Linked DNA regions of Mus musculus: region 2 is linked to region 1. A link is a contact called in public HiChIP or PLAC-seq data. All regions are on one chromosome and are shown on one strand. The core of a region is the stretch at or near the end of the contact, and the rest is flanking DNA. Distances in the headings are between cores, read along the strand shown. Region 1 holds the start of Gne (glucosamine (UDP-N-acetyl)-2-epimerase/N-acetylmannosamine kinase). Region 2 has its middle 19 kb from the start of Rnf38.

Region 1 (5,523 bases), core at 1,411-3,910:
ACAACCATGTGGGGCCTAGGGATCAGATCAGGTTTGGTTGCAAGTGCCTTTACTTACCTGCTTAGCCACCTTGCCTGTCAAATACTGGGTGTGTGTGTGTGTGTGTGTGTGTGTGTGTGTGGTCTGTGTGCATGTGAGGTGTGTGTGGCTTGTGTGTATATGTGTGCTACTTCGTTTTGTCTTTTTCATGAGACAAGGTCTCTCTATATAAACCCAGACTAACTTCAAACATGACACTCAGCCTGCCTCAGCCTCTCAAGGCTCAGCTAAACATTGTTCTTGAAGTTAGTTTGTCTTAACTTTCTTTCCACACTGCCTATGTAATGATGTAGCATGTAACTTTAAAAGCCAGATACCTTTCTTGACCATCTTCCATGACTCTATACCCCTCATGGCAGGCTGAATAAATGGCTTTTTGAAATATCCATACCCCTTCTTTTGGAGACAGATTGTGCAGATGTGATCAAGTATTTTGTGCCCGGAAGATTATCCTGTGCTACTAGTTAGGCACAAATTTAATATTCTAAGGGTCTCTGTAGGTAAAAGGAAGGCAGGAGAGGCACAGCCAGGAAGTCTTGCTGTGAGAATATTCACAAGCCAAGGAGTGTCGTCAGTCTCCACGAGGAAAGGGTGAGGAAATGACTTCTCTCCTTCAGCCTCCAAAGAGCAGATACCCTGCTACTGCCTGTATGTTGGTTCCCCCAAATTCTGGGCTCACCCCAACCTCTGGAAGCGTAAGATATGGAAGATAAAAGAGTACTAGCACTTTGTTATCAGTGCTAGGAAGCTATAAATATAGCCATTCTTTATTTCTAACTCATAACCCGTCAATAATAAGTCTCATGAGTTTTACATCCAGATGAATTGCATATCTATTTCAGTGGAATTTTCACTGGAACCAACTCTTGACTCTCAACAAATCCATTCAAATCCATTCTCTACCCAACAGCTCAGATGGTATTTAGAAAAAAAAAGTATGATGTGAAATGTGTTGGAAATTGACGTGTTATCAGAGCATTCATGAATGGTGACCTGGTCAACTTACAAATCGATGGTTGCTGATCTCAGACAGAAAGGTAGACAATGTCACCTCAGTGTACAAAACCACTCATTGTCTGTCCTTTCATGATGGGATGACCCTTGCAGGATCCAACATGGCTACACTAATACCATGCAAACCAGAGCTTCATCCTTGACTGAGATAGACCACAAGCTGTAAAAGTCTGATGGGGTCCACATTTAGCTTATAGCAAGAACCCCCAATGGAAGCTGAGGCAGGAGGACTGACGTGGCTTGAGACCAGTCTGGGCTACACAGTCAATCCCGTGCCAGTTTCAGCTAGGTACAGTGTAAGATCCTGTCTCAAAAAAAAAAAAAAAAAAACAACCTAAAAAAGTAGATCTGAAAGTTTCACTTGTGACTTTTTGTTGTTGTTTGAGACACAGGTGCAGCTGTGCTGTTCAGAATACTGTCTAGCTTCTCATTCTCTTGCACCTAGCTGTGGGAAATGTCACCCATGTCAGGAGGTTCACCACGATCTCTAACTTCAGCTCCAGGGTATCTGTTACCCTCTTCTGGACTTTGACATGTGCACTCTAATGTGTACACATCCTCTGCCCCACCCCCCTACCCCATATACATGATAAAAATAAGCTAAAATAAAATCTTAAAAACAAAACAAAACCAACCTTCATCAGGAGCTAGCAGCACAGGCCGCTCCCCACCTTCCTGGGTCTTGGATCTGCAATTAGTCTAGCAGATATTCTTGAGATGTCTGTGTACCTCAATCTATCAGACTATTGAAACTATGGCCTCAAAAAACCCTGAAATTTTCCCCAAGAATCTCATACTCAGAGAAGGAAAAGACCGAATGCTGGTGCTGAAAAGAGACTTCACACGGGACTGACAATTTGTGACTGCCACTTTGCTGGGGAAGTTAGAGTCCAGACAGTGACAGGTGGGCTACAGCTTGCCCTGGACCTCTTAGATGTGCACATCTCGAACTCTATATATTTTAACCTAAAATCTGAGGTCCCAAAATGGATCCAGGGGATATGTCTTTGGATATCTTTGTCCCTCTTCCCAACATGGCCACATTGAATTAACCTCCGTTTTTTTGCTTTTTTTTTTTTTTTTTACTAGTAACTCTGTTCTCATTAACTTATGGAGAACAGGTGACAGAATTTGGCTTCAAGGGGAAAAACTGTGAGGCCCAAATTTGGTAATAGAATTGCCTAGATCCCTGGAGTGACAGATAACTCAGAGCTGACTAGCATGTGTATTGTCACGCTGCACTCAGCCAGAGCCTCGTGGCAGGGGTGGCAAAGCTTAAATTCCAGGGTGCACTCTAGGACTACCGACACTGAGTTGCCTTGGAGTTTGGTCCACGAGATGGCACTCAGCTTGGGTGCAAAGCTAAAACAACCATCTCGTGGGAGAACTCGGGCTTAACTGTGGGCTCTGCCAGAGGAGAGAACACCCTCAGGCGAGAATAAGGGTCAGCAAACCGAGTGGATGCCACTACCAGAGGCGACACGACAGCGGAAGGTGCGCCACACGACTGACCAACAGAAATACGCCAAGGAGGGGCTGGGACCCGGTGCAGGCGGAGCCGGAGCGATCGACCGTTCGGCGCTCCGCGGGAGCCGGGGTGTGCGTTGCGAATGCAGGAGCAATGGCTGGGGCTGGGTCGAGCGCCGAGTCGTCGAGCGGCGCCGGGTAGCGGAAGCCACCGGGTGCGCTTGCCGGGGCCTGCCCTGTGGACCCGCTGGACGCGAGCCTGCCAAGTGCCGAGGTGGCGCCGGAGGGAACTAACCCGGCGGAGGCCACGAGTCAGTCGGTGACTCACGAGCATCGTGCCAGGCTCCGGCACCTCTGCTGCAGCTGTGGGCCTCGCGCTGGGCGTCCGGGTTCTACGCAGCAGGGCGCCTCTCCCGCCCGGTGCGTTGCTCCGGCGTGGGATCCCGGAGCTGTCAGACTCAGCGTGCGGGTGAATGGGGACCGGGGCTTGCAGAGGTAGGCCTGGCCAGGGTCCAGCCCATCCGTGCACGCAGCAGGCGGCACGGCCCTGGGTCCCTGGGCAGAGACGTGAGATAGCTGCGGGGGCCCAGCACTGCCTAGGTGGGGAGAGGGTTTGCACCGAGGGACTTCTTGGAGGCTTGCCCAACTCTGACTGTCTGGACACTCGGTGTCCTTGGAAATTTGATAGACGTTTATATCCGTCCTTGAACAGGCTTGTAAAATTGTTAGAGGAAAGAATAGATCGGCTTTGCACCTCGATAGGAGGGGTGTGGCGGCGGGGAATGGTTTCACAGTAAAGATAATGGTTTAGCCCGACTGTAGGGGCTCTGGAAGGAACATCAAACTGAATTATTATAGCTGGGCAGCAGGGTTCTGAGAACTCTGTACAGCCCTTCCCTTTTTATTGCGGTGAGTTCCATCCGCTCTGAGTGAAAGAAAGGAGTGTCTCAAGTTCTCCGGAAAGGTTTGCACCCGTGGATGTTTGTGGAATATACACACAAGGTAGAGGGTGTGTGCGGCAGTGACCTGCGTGTAGGAAGGTCATCTAGACTTGGCTTTGAATTGAAGTTCTATCAGTCATTAACTAACTGTGATTTAGATCAAGTGGATTTTTTTTTCTACACCTCAGTGTCCCTGTCTGTATAGTAGAGAAAATGAGGATGGAATAACGTGTCTAACGCCGTGTTAGCCCACTGCTGGAGGAAGCACTTAGCAAACGTTTACTTTACTGTTGTTTCTCTGCTGGTGACTGCTTGCACAAGTGTGCTTATACTTTCTCGTGGTTGGGACATTCACTTATCCTTTTGCAGCATTTATAAAAGCACAATTGAGTTGAATGTAGTTTGTGAGCATTGCCATTTCTCGGAGCCAGGGAGATTGCTGCTGCTGCTGCTGCTGCTGCTGCTGGTGTAACGCTTCAAACTTGACTTGAGTTTGGGTGCTCCAAACCCAGTAAAACCGGTCCTATAATTCGAGCAGCTGTAATAACAGCAATCCGGAAGCCTTGGGTTTTTTTGTTTTTTGTTTTTGTTTTGTTTTGTTTGTTTTTGTTTTTGTTTTTAGAGAGCCTGTCTCCAACAAGGTGAAAGAAACGTAGGGGAGAGCTGGTGAGGTTGTTCTGTGTGTGAGACAGGCATAGAATTGATAGATGACTCAAAGGCAGAGAAAGTGAAGTAAAAAGCTCTATTGAAGCAAGCTGACAGCTCCTGGTGGGATGGGATGGGCCCCCGGACTTGGAAGTTCTGGCAGGTGGACTCTGGGTTGGGCATTTTATAAGACCCCATTTCCCTAATTGTCTGGTCCTCCGGCCCAAGGGTGGCCTTTCCTTTCTGCTTGTTTTTGTTTGTTTGGGTGTTTGCTGTTGTGTTCCTGTCACTCATACCAGATCTTACAGAAGCGTGCCCCTGTGCTCCTTGTCTGTCTGAACCCCATTCCTGACTCTCCAGTGGCCTGATGCTGGAACTTGCCCTCTGGCCTCCGCTTTTACCCATGCAGCCAGCCATTTCACTGGCTCCCGTGTTATTCGTTTGCATTTTGCAATGTTTGGGACCTCAGACTTTTGTATGGGGATACACAGTATCCACTGGCAAATATAGATACAGTTGATCAATTTTCATTTTTGGTTAACATTCCACTAGGTAAAGAAGCAAGTTTTATCTTGCTTTGCCTTGTGCTTTATGAAACCTAAATTTCCTTCAAATGGTTTAAGTCCACTTTGTCACATTCCGCATCTGATAGTGACCGTGAAGATGCTGCTCACTATCTGCACCATAAAATGTGTCTTTAGTTGTTCAAGTCTTTAATCCCTGCACTCAGGAAGCAGAGGCAGGCAGATCACAGTGAGTTTGAGGCCAGCATGGTCTGTGGGAAAAAAAAAAATCCCAGGACAGCTAAGACTATGTAGAGAGACCCTGTCTCAAAAAATACAAAACAAAACAAAAGTCCCTTTAGGACTATTTCACGCAGAACAGATAACAATTTGGTCAAGTTTCTGATTTTTGTTGCTCCTGTTTGTGAAAGCACAATGGTTGGGGTCTGTGTGTCTTAGGCCCTCTTCCCCAGTGTCAGTTCCTAAGTCAAGAGTCTCCGTGCCTGTCTCCGTTTTCTGTGCAGAGCCCCACGCAGCCGAAGACTCAGGAAGTACTGTTCACTCAGGATTTCGCTTCCATGGCTCTCATAGCCCTTCACTTATCATAAAACTGATATTGTACCTTTGGTTTGATATTTCCATTGCCTTTAAATTTTTCAATGTTCCTATTTAATTCAGAAACATAATATTTAAAAAATAAAGAATGTAGCAACAGTTTGTAAAATGTTTTCAATTGCATAATATACATTACACACACATATATATTTATAAATAAATATGTATATATAGGAAGATGGTGCATTCCTGTAATTCCTGCATTCTGGAGGCTTAGACGAGAGGATTGTCGAGTTGGGTTGTTATGTAATGAGTGTCAGGCTAGGCCAGCCAGGGAGGGCTACAAAGAACTCAAAAAG
Region 2 (5,523 bases), core at 1,979-4,478, 180 kb before region 1:
TTGTGGCCATACCTTTCAGGAGGCTCATAACCAATCAACCGTGTTCTGTGAATCACTTTAGAGCCAGGAACAGGGCTCACTGGCAGACCACTCTTCGTTAGTCAGGGTTCTCTAAAAGAGCAGAGCTGACAGAGTGAATATGTACTTAAAGGGGATCTGCTAGAGTGGCTCAAAGGCTGTTGTTCAAGCCACAAGGCCAAATGTCTCAGCCGGTCTTCAATCTACGTTGGAATCACAAAGAAGTTAAGTTCTAATTCCAGCTGCTGGACATATAAACACACCAGTGAGACTGAGAGCAACACCCCACCCCACCCCACCCAAAAAAAAAAAAAAAACCCAAGAAAGTGTTGTTTTATGTCCTTTCTTGAGCTGCCACCAGAAGCTGCAACCCAGGTATACAGTGGGTCTTCCCACCTCAGATGACCCAGTCAAGAACATCCCTCATCAGCCTGCCCAGATGCTTGGGTTTTAGATGACTCCAGACGACCAAGATTAGCCTTCATAGTTGCTTAGCAACCTCAAGGCCCTGGGTTCAACATTTAGTACCACAAACCAAAGAAGGAACAAATAAGAGTCGCTCCAGTTGGAAAAACTAAAGCCACACTTCCTCTGGACACTTATAGGCCCTGTCCCCGGGCACCTGAGCGGTCAGGAGTGATTTTCAGCATGAGTAACACTGATGTAGAAATCTGAAGTGAAACCCCACAGGCCCATGCTTTGAATACTCACTCTTCAGCGGATGGCACTGTTTTAGGAGGTGGGGCTTTGCTGGCAGAAGTAGGTCATTGGGGAAGACTTTTGAAAATGGTAGCCCAACCAGAGGCTCAAGCCTTTGGATCTATTTCCGGTCCTCTGTGATGTGAGCAGCATCAGCCACAGACACCTGGGCTGTTCCACCATGCTTTCCCGGTCTTGATGGACTGAAGCACTGTGAACTCGAGAGCCAAAATAAGTCTCTCTTCTCCTAATCGATTCTGTCCGGTATTGTGATTTCACTGAGACAGAGAGTTACCAAGCCTTGATCTGAGTCTGTACTTGGTATCGCTAGGCTGCTAGGAGAGAGCTAGGATGTTAACCCAGGTTTGTCCTAAGACAAGAAGAGAGGGCAGGACTGGCTAGATGGCTCAGCGGTTGGAGGTAACTGCTGCTGTGCCTGATGGCTTAGGTTTGATTGGGGTAGAAAGCGAGAACCAAACTCCTGAAACTCCACATGCATGTCTTACCACTCAAGTGCCCACCCCACCCCAGATAAATATAATTAAAAACAGGAAAAAAGAGAGAGAAAGGGGAAACCCATGCTCTCTTTAGTGGATGCATCAACATTTCTAGACTAGTTAAACATGATTACTGACTTCTTGAGCCAAAATTAGTATTCAGTATCTCAAGACAAAGACATAAAGATGCAAAACAAATGATAATATATATGCAAATCAGTGACAACCAACATGAAAAGGTTATATTCAAATTAAAACCAAACTAAACAAACTGTGGTGTGTCTTACCTTTGGTAAGTGGGTTTTTTGTTGTTGTTGTTTGTTTTTGTTTTTGTTTTTAAGACAGAGTCATGTTATGTAGCAATGACTAGTCTGATCTGAAACTTCCTATAGTCCAGGCTGGCCTCAAACTCACAGAGATCCACCTGCCTCTGCCTCAGTAGTACTGGAACTAAATGCATGCACACCACCATGCCTGGAACCTTTGACAAAGTCTAATCTCTCTAAATCCCTGCCAGCTGTTCTGGGAATTTTGAATAATAAAAGCTCCCGTCTCACTGGAATAAAGATTAAATAAGGCACTGTCTATAAAAGACCCAATCACAAAGTGCACTGTATTGCTGTCACTAGAGACCTGGAGGAGATCTAGAGATAGAAGGCGGGTGGGGGGTTGTAAAGGCTAGTGGTGGCAGAACTGTCCTGGTCTCCTGTCACAAACCCCAGTGTCCTTTCCATGGTCACGTGACTTCATCCTACATGTTGTTTCACCCGGTTAATGTTTAGGAATTTGGAAATCGCAATCTTACACTAACCAGGACTTTTGGTCCCAGGGTGGGGGGTGGGGGGAGGAGAGAGAGAGAGAGAGAGAGAGAGAGAGAGAATGCATCTCTATGATGTCCCCAGCTCCTCTAGCCTTCAGAGGACAGGGTACTTACCAGGTCACTCCTCCCGGTGTTAAAGAGGAAAAGCACGTTTTTTTTCTCAAGGACATGCAACCAAGTGAAGACGACATTCTCAGCTTGCAGCTGATTAGGCGACAGAGCAAACAACCCAAAGGGCTCTTCCTCTTAGAAGTCTCTGAATTCCTGTCCCGCAGCCACTGCAGGGGGAGGGGGTGGTGCTGCTGGTGAGGGTGGGGGTGGGGAAGGTGGGGGTGTAAACACACTACGATCAGAATTTAATGAGTCAAATACCATTGTTAAAAAAAAAAAAAAAAAAAAAAAAAGAAGCCATCATGGACAGAGGCTCCCCAATCAGAGGCTTCCCTCTGGGCTCTCTAAATCCATTTCTCAAACTGTTAGAAACATTGTTAAAATAAACCTGCCATCTTGTGAGCACGGGGAGGAAGGTTACTCTCCTTCTTCCACCATCTGCAGGACTAGCTTAGCTCCCGTCTTTCTTAGGATGCACACCCCCACTTCCACCCCCAGCCTGTTCCTTTATTACATATCAGAGTGGGGTTGATCCTAGTTTCTTTCTCTAACTTAGGAAGATTCAGTCCCAATGAGCGTCTGAAGTACATCAAGGAGACACTTTTGCGATGGATTCTTGGCACATTTTATTGCAATTTTACATTTCCTAATAATTTTGGACAGTGCGCTTGGCCCTTTTGTGTTTTCTGTAAGGAGTTCAGATTAGGTCAACTTAAATCACCATCTAAAAGAAGGGCGTTCAGTCTTGCGACTTGTGGAGGTCCGAGGCTGGAATTGGGGGCGGGGTCACGCTGTGATTAGGACTCAGTGTGTGGTGGGCTAAGAGGACAGCTAAGAGTCACATCAGGGCTTAGTCTCTGCTGGAAACAGGTCTCACCTGAGGCAGAGACTGGATTTGTTTGTGATGCATGCTGGGATTTGATCAGGGGTTGGGGTCAGGGAAGGATAGGGTTCTGTCCCAGGAAGGAAAATGCGGAAAGAGTGGTTAGGCATTCAGATGCACTGTGGTGTGTGTGTGTGTGTGTGTGTGTGTCTCGGGGGTGGGGTGTGCTTTCATAACAGAGGACTGAGCAGATGGGGACCATGGAACCAAGGGGTCACAGCAAAGTCAGTAAGCCCCACAGTGGCTGAAATGAAAGGGTCTGATGGTGTGGAGGGTTTGCAGCTGGGAAGCAAGGAGAACTTTCTTACGAGTGGACAGCTGCCTGACAGGATCCTTATAGCTAAATATGTGTATACCCTGTGACTCAGCACTTCCAGTCTGGTAAAGACCAAACAACTGCTATGCACCCCAACATGGGTAGGTTATGGCAACAGACAGTAGAGAGACACTGTGTGTCTCACTAGTATGTTACCCCAAAGAGGTGACCGTCCATCTCTGATGCTAGGAATCAGATAAGGGCTGCCTTCAAAGAGTAGCTAGGGCTGGAGAGGCGAGGGAAGAAGAACATCTCCAGAGAGATGGCACAGCTATATTTTGATCTGGGCGTCTGTTACACAAGTAGGACATACATAAAAATTCACCAGAGTGAGAGCTGGCAGTGGTGACTCACACCTATAATCTTAGCACTTGAAGGGCTGAGACAGGAGGATTGCTTTAAGTTTGAGGCCAGCCTGAGATGCATATGGGTTCCAGGCAAGTCTGGGCTGTACAGAGCGACACCTTGCCTCAAAACAACAACCAGGGATGCTGAGCTGCTTAGATGCCGAAGCTCACAACCTGAGTTCAGTCCCTGGGGCCCACATGGCAGAGAGATAACCAACTCCTGCAGGTTGTCCCCTGACCTCCATACAAGTGCTGAGGCACATGCTTGCGTGTAAACACACACACACACACACACCAAGCAAATAAATGTAAAAATAAAAACAATAATAACACAATTCATTGAGCCAAATTTAATTATTGTGCACTTTTGTTGTTGTTGTTTTTATATGTGTACACTGTCACTGTCTTCAGACACACCAGAAGAGGGCATCAGACCTCAGTACAGATGGTTGTGAGCCACCATGTGGTTGCTGGGAATTGAACTCAGGACCTTGGGAAGAGCAGTCAGTGCTCTTAACCGCTGAGCCATCTCTCCAGCCCATGCACTTTTTTTGAGAAAGGATTATGCTCTTTTTTTTTTAACAAGTAAATTATATTTTAAGGAAAAAAAAAAACAGCAGAGTATGGTAAAACTATACAGAATGTGTGCTAAATAGATACAGTGATAAAACATCATTAAAAGTCAATTTTTGACCTTTTTTTTTGTTTTGTTTTGTTTTGGTTTTTTTGGTTCAGTTAAAGATAGGTTGGTAAGTTCATTCCAGTCTTGTTGATCCTGAAGCTGGGTCTAGGGGGAGGCCCTCAACTTGAATGTAAGCACTCTGTGTTAGTAGCCAACCCAGTAGGAATAACTGGTATGCAATATCAGGCCGAAGGTGGGGTACAAATTATTCACTGGTAATTATAAACCACTGAAGCTTTTAATAATATTCTTTCAACTTATTTGAATTTATAATGCATGCACTTGGTTGAAAACAAATTAAACCTTATAAAAGGATACAGCGAGAAGTCCATTTTTTTTTCTGTCCTTCCCTGCAAACAACAGTCCCGCAGACTTCCTCTCTAGAGGCAAGCACTGCCTGCCGTCAGCTTCTTAAATATCTTTCCAGAGGTAATCTATACATATTCATGAATGATTTCCTTGAAGAAAATCAGAGCAGACTCAAGGTCTGCCTATAATGTTGCTTGAATACCAAATGCTTTCATGATAAAAATAATACACACGCTTTGAAAAAAATGGTATAAAAGCGCTTGTCGGCCATCATCCACCCTCAGTTTCTGAGTTTACCACTGTTAACAGTTTCATACGCAGCCTTTCCTGACAACCGCATGCACATGTAAATAGACGTGTGCTAAATAAACATAGTAATACAGGATTACTATGAATAGTAAATTTGCAATTGGATTTTTTCACCCACAATATATCAGAGCTATTTCCCCCCATCAATTATACATAACTCCTCTTACCCTCCTTAACAGCTACATAGCATTAACTGCTTTCCAGTAGGAGGAATCGGATAAAGATATGGCAGGGCTGCGCTTGGGAGCGTTCCACCCGAAAGCATCATCTGTCATGTGTCCCAGAAGAAAAGTTGGGAGCCACCAATGGAGTCCACCTGGGTCTCAGTTTCTTGTCTGCAAAATGGAGACAATGACAGCCCTCCCTGTCTCGTGAGATTGTCCTGAAGATGACATAAAGACAGGGGACTGGATGAGAAAGAGCCTGGAAACCTGGCAAGCGCTTTGCCACTGTGAGCAATGGCTGTTCCAGGCGGGGCAGGGCGGGGCGGGGCGGGGCGGGGCGGGGCAGGGAAGGGCGGGAGTCCCAGGGT

What was found. HiChIP or PLAC-seq counts read pairs in DNA pulled down with a chosen protein or histone mark.
Region 2: a contact with region 1 is called in an H3K4me3 HiChIP or PLAC-seq map of embryonic stem cells, with 14 read pairs. The contact joins the enhancer-like site here to the promoter of Gne in region 1. A contact is called at or near these places in 1 of 39 promoter capture datasets (macrophages), 2 of 484 Hi-C or Micro-C datasets (cortical neurons and embryonic stem cells), 5 of 115 datasets of contacts at active chromatin or transcription factors (bone marrow-derived macrophages, embryonic stem cells, stem cell-derived neural progenitor cells and 1 more) and 2 of 9 other capture datasets (adipose tissue and liver).

The regions. Positions count from the first base shown.
Region 1 is chr4:44,069,854-44,075,376 of GRCm38.p6, reverse strand. Gne (glucosamine (UDP-N-acetyl)-2-epimerase/N-acetylmannosamine kinase) reads left to right here and starts at 2,660. Exons shown (of 12, transcript NM_001190414.2): 1 at 2,660-3,015.
Region 2 is chr4:44,249,881-44,255,403 of GRCm38.p6, reverse strand. No RefSeq gene overlaps it. Among named protein-coding and RNA genes, the nearest start is that of Rnf38, 19 kb to the right of the region's middle. Within about 2 kb of position 3,228, at least 24 of the 459 cell types and tissues checked have an H3K27ac peak or open chromatin away from gene starts, as enhancers often do. A contact at or near this core is called in embryonic stem cells, where this site is marked.